Linked DNA regions of Hordeum vulgare: region 2 is linked to region 1. The links are chromatin contacts, called in public Hi-C maps. All regions are on one chromosome and are shown on one strand. Each heading gives the region's core, a stretch centred on a gene start, on an enhancer-like site or on the middle of the called end of the contact. The rest is flanking DNA. Distances are from core to core; before and after follow the strand shown. Region 1 holds the start of LOC123395590 (CST complex subunit CTC1). Region 2 has its middle 120 kb from the start of LOC123395590.

The links. Hi-C and Micro-C count contacts between places; a contact is called where the count stands out from the background.
Region 2: a Hi-C map of leaf shows a contact between it and region 1, with 6 times the contacts expected there. The contact joins the enhancer-like site here to the promoter of LOC123395590 in region 1. A contact is called at or near these places in 3 of 6 Hi-C or Micro-C datasets (leaf, seedling and an unstated tissue).

What each region holds. Positions count from the first base shown.
Region 1 is chr5H:412,663,341-412,670,441 of MorexV3_pseudomolecules_assembly, reverse strand. LOC123395590 (CST complex subunit CTC1) reads left to right here and starts at 3,943. Exons shown (of 16, transcript XM_045090610.1): 1 at 3,943-5,022; 2 at 5,123-5,241; 3 at 5,315-5,389; 4 at 5,495-5,570; 5 at 5,665-5,727; 6 at 6,024-6,101; 7 at 6,192-6,392. The coding sequence starts at 3,979.
Region 2 is chr5H:412,778,216-412,785,316 of MorexV3_pseudomolecules_assembly, reverse strand. No RefSeq gene overlaps it. Among protein-coding and RNA genes, the nearest start is that of LOC123395590, 120 kb to the right of the region's middle. Within about 2 kb of position 4,581, at least 2 of the 3 cell types and tissues checked have open chromatin away from gene starts, as enhancers often do. A contact at or near this core is called in leaf, where this site is marked.

The sequences.
Region 1 (7,101 bases), core at 2,694-5,193:
TTCACTCTTTGCTCTTTTTAAAAAAATAAATAAATCAGACAACAAACACAAAAGAAAAAGGTTTTAAACAAAATAAAAAATGCCTTTTTTAAACTCCTTTAAAAATACACCCCAACTTTAAAATAGATTGGCATTTTTAAACGAATAAAAACTAAAACCTTTGAAGAAATAAATAAACCCTTTTCTTACAAAAGAATAAAAATCAAACCCCTTTTATTTAGAGACTAAAATAAAGGCTCTTTAAAGGAGAAAAGAAATGAGACTGTTTCAGAAAATAACCAAAGGAAAAATAAATAAAGGAAACCCAAGGGGTTGCCCCACATTTAATAAAAGGACTTTTATTTAAAAGAAGACGAATTTTTAAAGGGGGTTGAAACCGAATTTTTTTTACGCAACCCCAAAAAAAATGAAATAAGAGGGGAGAGAAGGTTTAGGTCCACGGTGCAACAGGGTTTGAGGTGGCTCTCACGCACCCACTCTCATCACTCCAACAAGACAACGCCACTCACAAGGCACTGAGACCCAACAACACGGAGCAACAAGCAACACCGACAAAACACAGTTGACATGATGCCATGCATGATGCCATGATGCAAACTACACGATGATGCAACGAACGAAATATAATCACACGACAGAAACGGAAATAAAGGGGAATCTTCTGGGCCGTCGGTCTCAGGCTGTCACACGTTCCCCGCCCTAGTGGATTTTGGGTCCTACAGAGGCCCATTGTTCTCCATCTTCTCCTATATGAAGCCATCTACCCTAGAAAAAATTGAGAGCGGTCTTTCGAGACCAACTATCGTTGTCTCAAGGCGGAACACCTTTGCTCTTCGGTGAAGCGATTCCTCTAGGGAAACCTCGCTCTGGAAGGGGTAAATCAAAGACATCGTCATCACCAACACTCCTCTCATCGTGGGGGGACTATCTTCATCAACATCTTCACTAGCACCATCTCATCTTCAAACCCTAGTTCAGCTCTTGTGCTCAATCTTTGTACCCAACCTCATGACAAAATGAATCGTCTTTTCCTGTTTTACAAAAAAACCCTTTGTTTTTTGGTAAATAATCCTCACTCCACCGTTAAGTGATATAAAGGGATTATTTTTTCATTTTAACGGAAATCCCCTATTATCTCTCTAATTAACCTGCAGTCCATTTAGAACAAATAATACCTTTTAAAAATATTCATATCTTTTAAACCCTAACTCCATTTTTACCATGGTATATATGAAATTCGATTAGAAAACGTGTAGAACATGAATATGATGTTATTTTATGTGTTAAATAATCTTGAAATTCTATTTAAGGTGCAATCTTAATCAATAGCGCATGATCCATCTTTCTTTCGTACCAATACCATCCCGAAATGCAATGAACAACTCATCAAAGCCGAACTGAAGATGAAATAAACCGTTGATAATAGTGCATGCACGCCTCAGCAAAATCTTGCATGAAAAAAACAGATTTCTCATCTTATACCAAGAGATACGTCTTGACAACACCTATTTAGGTCTTACTCATGGTTATTGGGTTAGCATCATGCGATATTTACTTTTCCATTTGCAACGTACAGTCTCTACTGCTAGTAAAGAATACTCACGTGGCCGCCGCCTCCTCTCCCAAGTTTAGGTTTCTTCGCCTCCCGCCAGCATCACTATTGGTCTGCCTCGTCTCCGGTGGCCTTAGGGCCATGGAGGCGTGGTGGATCCCGACCCTAGTCGGTGAGAGGGCTCCATTTTTAGATGTTACTTTAAGCTTTGTTCGGGTTTGTGTTATGCTCAGAAAGCGAGATGACGACGGCTCCATGAAGATGGAAAAATGTTCTCCCCGCCTAGCCCCTGTTTCGGTGGTTTGTCTAGCACCGTCGGTGGGCGTGCAGAGATGTGCTTTCAGTGGATCTATATTTGGTAGACTTGTTCGGATCTGTTCATCATTTGTCTACGTTCGTGTGTCTTCAGGTTGAATTATTTCGATGTACGCTACTCTTCATTGGTGACAGTTGTTGTTCTAGTGCTCTGGTCCCATGGGGCCTTAACACGACGACTTCTCTATTGAATACTAAAACAAGTTTTGCCTGGCTCCGGCGAGGGAGGGGCGATGGCGGTGGCGCGCCTTCGGCTTGCTTTAGTTCTTGTAGTCGTTGCCGGTGGGCTATGAATCTGTATGTATTTTTTTGAGAGTATATTGGTTGTACCGTCGTGATTGAAGATGAATAGATAAATAAGTAGATTTAATCTTTGGGGCTACTACGAATCAACCGAATGTTATTTTAGAGAAATCATCCGCCTATTCAGCCCTTCGATAAGCGTGCTAGTTGCCGTTGGATCATAGCAGCAGCGAGCGTGACAACTTCAACACATCGCCATTGAAGTCCCGGCGGAGCTCCAGCGCAGCATCGAGGGCGTCCAACGAGCTCCATTACAGATCTGGTAGAGCAGATCTGGTAGAGCTTCAACGCAACACCGACACTCCGTCGAAGCTCCATTGCAACTCCAGCCAAGCTTCAGTGCAACCCTGATGGAGCTCCAACACAGCGGTTGCGTCTCCGGGGAAGCTCCATCGCAGCTCCAGTCGAGTTTCATCGCAACTCTGACGGAGCTCCAACACAACATTGACGGCTCCGACGAAGCTCCATTGCAACTCCGGCCAAGCTCCATTGCAGCCCCGACGGAGCTCCAACGTAGCGCCGACGGGCTCCGGCTCAACGGGCTGCGTGTAGTTTACTGCACTGCAGATCCGCCGGTGATTGGTTAGCTCCTACAGTGGTGGCTACCGTCGATGGGCCGGTAACCGATGAAGGCTTTCTGTTGCTGCGTCGGTGGAAGGAGATGTGGATTCCGACAAGGAGATAAGATTTCAATGGTGAGTGGTGGGAGACGAGGAAAACGATGGAGACACGCCACCCACGACACGCATTGCCAGGACGAGGCGACGTAAGTGTCCCTATTATCATCCGGCTGGAGATAAACGATTTCCTTTAATCTTTTATTGAAAAGAAGTTGTTTTTTTCGAATGTCAGCAGCAAAACTGTCAAATTCATTGATCAAAAGAAGATTTTACAAGAGCCCTCTAAGGAGGAAAGCACTGTAAAAGGGAGCGCAAAAAAGAAAAGAAAGAAAAAAGACCCGCCAACAGCATCACAAAGCCACACTCCACCTTCAATCGAGAACATCATCAGAACCTATCGTCGGGATCTCCAACGTGACGCCTTCAAAGAGGAAACGATGTTGAAGTCACTGTCGTCACCCGATCAGGCACTGCGTGATCTTAGGTGTTCACCCAGAGATCACACGCTATATGGTAGGAAGGACAAACGACTCCACGACGATACCTTCAAGAAGGAAGACGACACCCTAGGGTGCCGTTACCGCCGACCACGACCGAGTCGATGCATGATTTTCATCCGGAGTCGGCCCCTCCGTCAACAATCCCCGGATCCGAGGCCACCAACGCCAAGTAGCAGCACAATCCCAAGCAAACACTACCATAAACAAAATGATCGAAGCCGCACATAGAAAACTCGACGAGCATGCGCCAACCTACTGGTTTGCACCGCGGCTCGCAGTCTTGAACAAGCAGTGATGGAACCAGGATTTGGATATGGACACTGATAGAGGAGACCAAATACATACATACTAGTATATATTGATCAAATATACATTAGGTATTTCAGGTTTTGTCGATTGTTTGGAGGAGGGAGGGCAGGCCCCTGCTCGTCCCCCGTCTCCGCCCTGATAACAAGCCAGGCCGGATCTGGCCAACTTTAACCTCCGTGTGCAGAAATGGGCGATCCTCCACACGGTAGCGTACATGGAAGGTCGAAGGTGAACGCGAGGCCCAGCTCATTTGACCAGTCAACCCACGATCAAGTGGGCCCCACACCGCCACTCGACTTCTCGTTCTCGGTTTCACTTCCCGCCTACTCATCTCCCCTCCCTCCCAAACCCACACCCCTCCCAGTCCCAATCCCTAACCATGGAGCCGCCGCCGGAGGCATCCACCCCTCGCCGGCTCGCCGTCGCCGACCTCCTCCGCCTCCGCCGCCCCACCACTGGTGCATCCTCCCTTCTTTCCCCCTCTCCCTCTCATTTCCCCGCCGCCACCACCTCGCAGCCCCGCAAAAAGCCTAAGCTCTCCGCCACGAATCCTGCCCCTACCACCGCCCCCTTCGCGCCAATCCCCCACCCCGTCCTCCTCGCCGGCACCCTCTCCCTCCCTTCCGCCGACGCCTGCCGCAACCACTGCCTGTCCCTCTCGGACCCTTCCTCCGCCTCCTCTGTCTGCTGCTACCTCCTCGAATTCGACCCCGCCGCCATCGGTCGCGAGATCCTCGTCCTCGCCTGGAACTACCTTCCCCCCGTCCGCCAGCACGAAGTCGGCGTGCTCGAGGCAGTCCGATGGTGCCTGGCAGATGCTCCTGGTCCGGTCCCCGTCCCCGGCCCTAGCTTCCTGACAGCGATCCCGCTTAATTCCGTGGACGCGGAGCCTGCTTTAGCCACCCGCGGCCGCATTTTTGGGGTTGTGAGGTCGGTGAGCGTGGTGTTCAGTGTGCCGCATGCCACACAGAAGGGTGACTTGGTCGGCTTCATAGCAGAGATGATGTGCTGTGGGTGCCGCCAGTGCAAGGTATCACAGCCAGAATCTCACCGCGGTCACAAGTTTGAGATGGAGAAGTTCGTATACTTTGTGGATTTGGCAAGCAGGTGGCGGCCCGTACTGGCACGACTGATTGGCAGGCCGGTTTCTGTCACGGGGCTGAAGAAAAAAATGGTCTCCGTTGGGAAGAAGGGCTCGTACACCATGTTGGTGTCATCAACTGAAACAATGGTGTCATGGTGCCCATCCTATGTGGGCGTTCCACCATTGGATGAGTTGCCAGGGAAGTGCAGTGGAGTGTACACTGGGGTTGTCTCTGGAATCTACATGCAGGGTATGTTGGTTGAGCTGGATGAGACCGCGTGGCTGCTAATTGATGATAAGCGGCTTGTGCCGTCACATTCTCTTCGAGTTGGCGCTGTTGTATGTTGCTAATTTGTTTTGAACCTTGGTTTGCAATTTCTTCACTTTTTGATTAAATAGCTTTAAATGCCAGCGTGTGACTGTTCTGGTTCTTTTGTAGATCTCTGTGAAGAAATTTCGAGTGGTTCGTCTAAATTTTGCTTGGACGACAGTTGTTCTACTTGGAACATGCAGTAAAACTAGCATTACTGTAAATGCTTTCTCCGTGGTGGACTCGAAGTAAGATATGACTTTTGGCATATCAGTATCTTATGTTACTGGCATCACTCAACATTTTTTGCTGTTGGTGCAGATGTCATACAAGGGCAGAGAATAATGGTCTTTTGGACAAGTCTATTAACTTTTTGGAGCTGCCTGGTAAATTTTGGTATGAATTTTTGATAGTTCTACTTCTCCATGATATGCTTACCTGATTGAAAAGGGACATATTTGTTCTCATGGTATGCTCATCTTTTGTTCCATCATTTTCCAGGATGTTACTTCTGACATCGTGCTTTAAACAGAAATTCAAGTTAGATTCCAAGAAAGAGATCTGGGGCTCGAAAAATGTAACTTTGCTAACTGGAGTAAATAATATATTACCCCATTGTATTTCCTGCTAATTTATTTAACTTAATCTCTTGAACTGCAAGGTATCAACAGAAGCAAGGATTGGTTCATACCTATGCTGCTAAAGTTCCCTCTTCAAAGGGTTTCGAACCTCAGGCAAGCTCATTAGCAGTACATGTGTGATGTGTTTCAAATAACGAGTAAATGATGTAGTGTTGCTCATTTTTGCATGTGCATAACAGCTGTTTGTTTCACAGTGTAAAGTAATCTAGTCAACCTTTCTTATTGCCTCGACAAAATATATATTTGCTCTACTAGCCTTTCAGTCTCACCATAATATTTCCCCCTGAAACATATATAGAATATGTAGAATAAACGTCTTTCGGGAATCCTTTCTCATTGTTCAAAATCTATTTTCCGTGTGAATTGCTTACCTGAATCTGGTTGCGCAGCATGATTTCCTTATGAAATTCTGCAATCATGATTGTGGCGGTTCAAGCACAGGATCAATATTGGAAGCTTGTAAATTGGTAATAGTTTCTCCTTTTATTGTTCGCGGTATGCATGAAAATAAATTTGTTTTGGTTTTGTTTATTCACTTGCCAATTATTTTTGGTTAGGCAATACCCTTCGCCAATTTTATCTGCAAGGTGGAATCATTGTGGATATCAATGATGCTCAGATTTTGGAATGACGCGGAAGAACTGGGCAAGAACCTGGGATCTAACAAGTTTCTATGTGGTGGGGTTTCCCATCCTGTTACTAGCAGAAGGATAATTTCAACTGGTGATCTGGGCCTTGTATTAGTGGGATGCATGAAGGTTATTTTGAAAATTTTATGGCATCTTCTTCAAAAATAATCACATTGTTTTTTATTCAGTCCATCTGTCCTTGTAACATCAAGGGCAGCCCGGTGCATGTAGCTCCTGCTTGCGCAGGGTCCGGGAAAGGGTCCGACCACTTTGGGTCTATTGTACGCAGCCTTTCCCTACATTTCTGCAAGAGTCTGTTTCCAGTGTCCTTGTAACATACCAGAAGTAAAATTGATGTCACCAATTGGAGGTGGAAACCCGCTCAATCAATTTATTTAGATAGATGAACACTCATATTTTGCATTTGTTGTGGCATCCTAGAAGCTTGTCATAAACTATCCATGTATTATTGTTGGCAGATGCTTTTACTTTTGCCGGCTTATTATTGAATATGATTTGCATGCAGACAAGTTTATAAACAGATTATGTCAACTGATTTGAGGGTACCATGTTGCCAAGTGTCATTTTGTTTTTAGACTTTTGAAAGTATACGGCTGGGAGATGGTAAATGTCTTTCAGTTTCAACTTCCCACAAAGCTTTCTGAAATAAAGACGTGGCTTGTAGATGGACTCTCTAGGTCTACGGTTTCATCGTTTCTGCTTTCTTTTGCCTTTCGTTTTGGTTAGCCTAGGCTTGTTTTTGTTGCTGTTTTTTTTCCTTTCTTTGGTTGTGTTGTAAGACCCATGTCATCTTGATGCTTTCTTGTAATGCAAAAGG
Region 2 (7,101 bases), core at 3,332-5,831, 110 kb before region 1:
TTAATTTAGGACTATTGTTACGCTTAAAGATACTCTAGGATCCATAAAACATGATCACCAGCAACACTTGAGCAAGTCTCAAAGGAAAGACTTGGAATCTCTTTTTAACTGTTTATCATTCCACACGTGCATATGAGTTTTCCACTGAATCGCATATTCCAGAATCATAACAGTTATAGAATAAAAGATAAACTCTTAGAATATGGCAATATAATAATACAATATTATTGACTCTAGGGCACATTTCCAACACGGACCGCGTGCTTTGTCGTGTGGTGGTTGTGGGCCACTCCCCAGTGGGCCTACGTTCTTCCAGAAGCTTCTTTATGCAAAGCTTTTTTTATATATTTTTCTTTTTTTTACATCCGTACAAATGATTTTCCACAAAGTCCAAAAATAAGTAGATTTACCATTTATATGTCTATGCATACATTTCATGTGTTTGTTATTTCTGCATTGTGAATGGTAACCCACTTATGCATGGGAAAGTAGCTTTAATTTTTCCCTCGCATGATAAATGGTCTAATGAGATTTCCTCTAAATTTTTTCTTGATTTACATTTCTGTATCAGAGATGGAAGTGACTCACTGTCTATAGTCATGGTTTATGTGGATAAAGTTGAACCCTTCCATAGACCTTTGTCAAACAAAGCCTACTATCAGTTCCAATAACTACAAAATTTTCTACTCCAAAACACACAAGTGATACGTCTCAAACGTAACTATATTTTTTATGGTTTCACGTTGTTATCTTATTAACTTTGGATGTTTTGTTTACCTTTTATATCTTTTTTGGGACTAACTTATTAATCCAGTGCCAAGTGCCAGTTCCTGTTTTTTCTGTGTTTTTGACTCTTTTCGGATCTGATTTTGGAACGGAGTCCAAACGTAATAAAATCCCCGAAATAATTTTTTTCCAAAACGAAAGAAGATTGGGAGGCTTGAGGGCCAAGGCAGTGGGCCCACAGGGAGCCCACAAGCCCTGTTGCCACGGCCAGGGGGGCCCGCGGCAACCAGGCTTGTGGCCTCCCTGGCGCTCCCCTGCCCTAGCTCTTTGGCCTATAAATTCCCTAAAAATCCAGAAAAAATCAGGGCATCCACGAAAACACTTTTCCACCGCCGCAAGCTTCCGTTTCCGCGAGATCTCATCTGGAGACCCTTCCCAGTGCCCTGTCGGAGGGGACTTTGGAGTTGCAGGGCTTCTACATCAACATCATCGCCTCTCCAATGACTCGAGAGTAGTTCACTTCAGACCTACGGGTCCGTAGTTAATAGCTAGATGGCTTCTTATCTCTCTTGGATCTTCAATACAAATTTCTCCATGATCTTCATGGAGATCTATCCGATGTAATCCTCTTTGGCGGTGTGTTTGTCGAGATCCGATGAATTGTGGATTTGTGATCATATTATCTATGACTTATATTTGAGTCTTTGCTGATTTCTTATATGCATGATTTGATATCCTTGTAAGTCTCTCCGAGTCTTGGGTTTCGTTTGGCCAACTAGATCTATGATTCTTGCAATGGGAGAAGTGCTTGGTTTTGGGTTCATACCGTGTGGTGACCTTTCCCGGTGACAGAAGGAGCAGCAAGGCACACATCGTGTTGTTGCCATCAAGGGTAACAAGATGGGCTTTTATCGTAGATATGAGATTGTCCATCTACATCATGTCATCTTGCTTAAGGCGTTACTCTGTTCTTTTGGACTTAATACACTAGATGCATGCTGGATAGCGGTCGACGTGTGGAGTAATAGTAGTAGATGCAGAAAGTATCGGTCTACTTGTTTTGGACGTGATGCCTATAGATATAATCATTGCCTTAGATAACGTCACGACTTTGCGCAGTTCTATCAATTGCTCAATAGTAATTCGTTCACCCACTGTCTACTTGCTTTCATGAGAGAAGCCACTAGTGAACACTACGGCCCCGGGTCTATTCACAACTATCGTTTCCACTTTCACTTTTACTTTGCTTTGTTTTCTTTGTTGCTTCAGTTCTCACTTTGCAAACAATCTATAAGGGATTGACAACCCCTTCATAGCGTTGGGTGCAAGCTCTTTGTGTTTGTGCAGGTACTTGTGAGTTGATGCAATCCTTTCTCTGGTTCGATACCTTGGTTCTCAAAACTGAGGGAAATACTTGCCGCCGCTGTGCTACATCACCCTTTCCGCTTCGAGGGAACACCAACGCAAGGCTCCAAGGCCACGGGGGAATCCTTTGCATATTTGCCAAGGAATTCCCTAAAGGCGTAGCCGTAGCAGAAGGATTCCTGGCGCCGTTGCTGAAGAGTATCAAGACAAGAATAGTCTCCCGTCAACACGCTTGTTTCTGGCACCGTTGGAAGATCTTTTGTTGCAATAGCAACAAGCATCTGGGAAAGATATTTAGATATGCAACCTGAATCCCAAGAAAAACTCAACCATTCAAATGTATAATGCTCTTACGGGAAAGTTCCAAGCTCCGGTGATATTCCAACACATTTGAAAAAATGGCAATAGACATAAACACAAATCTATTTTTGGTTGGCTTTGCATGATAGAGTTAACACTAAAGCTCTGCTCAAAAGAAAGGGTTTCCATATCAACAGGTACAACTACACCCCATGTGACCATAATACCGAGGAAACCTTGATGCACCTCTCATTTTGGGATTGTAATTTTGCTCTTACCTATTGGGACTTCTTAATCGTTGATAAGCGAAGGGGCATTTGATTTTATGATGATGATGTCCTTGCTCTTGAGCAGTTACCATCACCTATTGCCTTGGGTATCATCACTCTTGGATGCTGGAACATTTGGTTACAAAGAAATGGCAAAAGGAAAATAGAAACGCAACTACACCCTTTGCTGTTGCTGCTGCTGCGGTCCCTAGTCCTTCTCGTTGCCGAAGGAGATGACAATCTCCTCCTTGCCGGAGGAGCCGAGCGCCATGGATGCCAAGGGCCCAATAGAGTGAGGGTGTAGACGCCAAGATCTGCATGAGTGGAGCTTCCACCGCATCCGCCTGCCGGCATGAAGAACCAGGACTTCGGCATGGCCGCTGGACTGGGAGATGAGGCAGGGCTCGGGGACGATGATGGGAAAGGGAGGGGGTAGAGCGGCTATGTGTGTCGGCGATGCACGTCTTAAATAGTCGCGGACAAGCCACGCGAAGGGACGGTCAACCCGCTTCAATGTGGCGCAGCAACCGGAGTTGGAGTTGGTTTCTCGAGACGCAGCGTCTGCATTGAGGCGACGACACCCGGGAGGTTATGTCCATCAACGCGACCCTCCCATCCGGTCAAATGGGGGGCATCAATACCGGACGATGCATGCTCTAGGCAAGCATGAATGTGGCACGGCAAGCAGGCATGAATGCGACGTGGCAAGCTTCGCGGGCATTGGATGGAAAGCGCGGGAGGGCCAGGAGAGTCAGACACGAGCGTGACAGCGGTCCGGATCCCCCCCCCCCCCCCAGCAATCCACGTATACTTTGTCTATGGTTTACAGGGGAAAACACGTTCGACCGTCGGATAGAGTGATACATGACCATGTTGGATGGTTTCTGCGGTCAAAACCACGCGGCCCGGACCTATGCCGAGAATTTAAGAATCCGCGTTCAAGATGCCCTAAGTTCTGAATTGTTTTGACAACAATGTTGCCCAGAACTGGAATAAGTTGACCTCCTTTGTTTATTTGTAGCTAGACTATATAGTCTTCTCTTTCTGGGAATGGCGTTTTGGCTCTCGGCTTTCATGAATGTCAAAATTTTAAAAAAAATCAAATTTCAAAAAATTTGGTTTCAAAAAAAATTGAAAAAAACTATACAACTAAACAAGGATGTGAGCCGTATGTGTGTAAAATTTCAGATCAAAATAGTTTGAAATGCAACTTGTACAAAAAAGATAAATTCATGGTCTGAAAAGATGAATAGTATCATGTGTTAAAAAGTCTTTGATTTGTTTTTTGTACAACCCACATTTCAACGTATTTAGTTCTGAAAACTTACACACTTGTGCATTATACCTCCATCTATCTATGTATTTTTTTCAGAATTTTTTGGAATGTAAAAATAAATTAAAAACATGAAATTTGAATTTTACATTTGAAGGCATCCATGGATCTCGGCCTCCAAAAACAATTTCCGTCTCTTTCTTCTTTTGTTCCCTCGTTGTAATATATCCTTATAGGAGTATTATTGAGAAATACCATAGACCTAGTATTGTTCTACACTTCAGTTCTTAAAGAATACGCGGATTGCCTGCGGTCTTCACTCTTCTCTCTCTTCTCAAAGCAAGATTGACTTATTCATCAAATTAAATAGGAACGGACGGCTGGTAATTATCGGATTTATTTTTAATTTTTTTGCAGGTGCTCCCTGCATGGTTATTCTGCGAATTTTTTTTAGTACCTGGGCATGCCAAATAGACACGACAAACACCATGTCAAATCAGCGCTGGCATCAACTCGAGTCGCCGATCAAAAGTCAGAAAATCAAAATCCGAGGCCTAGAAGTTTCCATTGGCAGTAAACAACAGAGTCCCCTATAGGAGATATCAAAGAGATTCCCCGGCAACCTATCATCTCCGGACACAAGATTCCGTCGGCCACCAAGCCACCAACGACTCATCACGCAGCGCCAGCCACCAGCTCTCTCTTTTTCTTCAGATATGGCCTGGCTTTTCATGCTTGTCAACAGCAGCGATTCTCGAGAGACAGGGACACAAGGCCTTCTGTATCATAGTTTTATCCATGAATTGTGAATGGCTGATCGTCATCAGCCACACACAGAGGGAAATGTTCTTGCCTGATGACACCATGCACTCGCCGATATTCCCATCCACATTTCGGTATGGTATGGATAAGTAAGTGCTTAACGTGTCCTGGAGGGTAAACCGCCCATAATTGGAGCAGAACAGGGGAAAGCACCCTCCACCTGTTGGTTTGGATTGTTCTCCTGACCCTGTGAGAGTTAACAACGGGATGTTTATCTCTAAGTACAACTGTAGTGATGTATATCCATTCATGATTCATCCGCATGTGTTTACCGTGGTTACGACTCTGCGTCTTGTTCCACCTGCTGAGATTTTCAGGGGTGGAAAGTAACCAAGTTGGTGTGTTCCTCCTGAGCCAAGAAGAAGAAGCATTCAGAAGAAGAAAACAAAGCAGCGGATTAGCTTGGTGACTACGGAATGTTAATTTGACTTTGCCAATGGGTGCCTGTGTACATTCAAATAAGTGCATCCAATGGTTGTCCAATTTCACTGGAAATTACAGACGGATCACAGCCCTCAACGCGCGAATCTTTTATGTCATGTAGTCCTACTAGTAGAGGATTTGAACTTCATTCTTGCAGAAGGATAGTTTTGGTCAGTATACATGTGACATGCATGTAAAAATGGGACTAAATAACAAAATATATGCATAGGCACCAAGGCTCCAGAGAACATAATATATGCATCATTTTCGTTGTTGAGGAAGTATGTGCATCATTTTCTCTGGAACATAATATATGCATCATTTTCGTTGTTGAGGAAATATGTGCATCATTTTCTCTTGTGTTCTTGTCCATGTCGTCGACGTGCGACTAGAAAGCGACGGCCAGGTAAATTTGAGCCCCTCGTCGTGCGAGTAAGACAGTGCCGAATAATTTACACTCCGTTGATTTTAGGGTATGCGTCCGGTAATTTTTAATATGTACCCGTGGATTCAATCATGCGAGGTGTTAGCTGTTTATGTGGTTTATAAGCAGGCAAGAGGGTTCTCTGATGGACCAAGAGTGCAGCTTGCTGCCATCGTTTCTGGTAACGACACTGGTGAACCAAGCAACAGCAACAGGCTGAGCCTCCCGAGCTGGAAGCTAAGATTCTTGTGGTGAGAGTTTTCTTAAACGACAACGTCTAGATTCTTGCTTAATTACCTTGATGAGTTTATAACAGTTCCACGTACGGTTGAATTTTGCTGTTGTATTGTGCTTATTTTTTCAGCAGTTCTCGATGAAGTGCAGTAAATCAAACTACCTATATTATAGCTATCGATCCGTTTCGAGTAATAATAATAATATAGTTATAGATGGGGTATTCCTCCTTTTCAAAAAAAGTATAGTTTTTCTCCTGAACGCAAAAAACCATTATAGTTTTTCCTTTTTCATGGTAATATGTGTTTCATTCAAAACATAAAGATTAAATTAAAAGTCACGTAAAGAACGACATAATAAAACTAAAAAAATAACATAACATTGGTGAGCTTAACATCAACGTTCGTCACCCCTCTAGCACCACGACAAGAGTCGTCAAAGAAAACAAAATGACGGATTACCTCATCATCCAAATTCAACGCAGCTCCATCGCTGATATGCAGCTTGCGGACCTCCAAGGTGGTTCACTAAAGATTAAGCTATTACCGTTGAACGAGTCAGACCAGGGCAACACCCCCGACATACCATCGAACTTCAGATCTGACACCCCAACACGACTAAGATGCCGAAGGAGAAAACCATACCTGTCATCCATCAACTACGAACCCAGGACACGTTTCGTCTTCCAGATATCGTCGATGTAGACCACAATCTGCATACGCTCCTCGACTACCGTCCAAGCTCTGCACCGACGCTGGAGTAGACGCCGTCGCAATGGCGGTTCCCGAGGACACAAGTCAACCACAAGGATATTGTCACCGCCACAATATTCCCGCTTGAACAGACTGGTTTCCAAATCCATCACCGAGCATAGAGACGATCACTTCGTCAGAGAAGAATCCGGTGCTTCTTTATTCAACATCGTCATCGCCGTCAGCGAAGCCAAAATATCGAATGATCCAAAAACCTAAGCTCCTAGGGTCCTAAACCTAAAGCAAAAAAAAAACGCACGCGCGGGATCCAATGACCCCCCCCCCCCTCCTCACGACCGACGACCAAAAGGTCGTGGATGGAGGAGAGCAGTTGGAAAACGGCGTCTAAAGGTTGGATTTCTTGACGACGACGACGGTGGATAGGGTTTCTCACGCTAGTCAAAACCGCCTCGCACACCCGTGTGGCAGGAGACGAGCAAAAATACTAAACCTACATGACTCTAAAAGAAAAATATTATAGTTAAAGGCCTGCTTCGATACACCACCTCCATA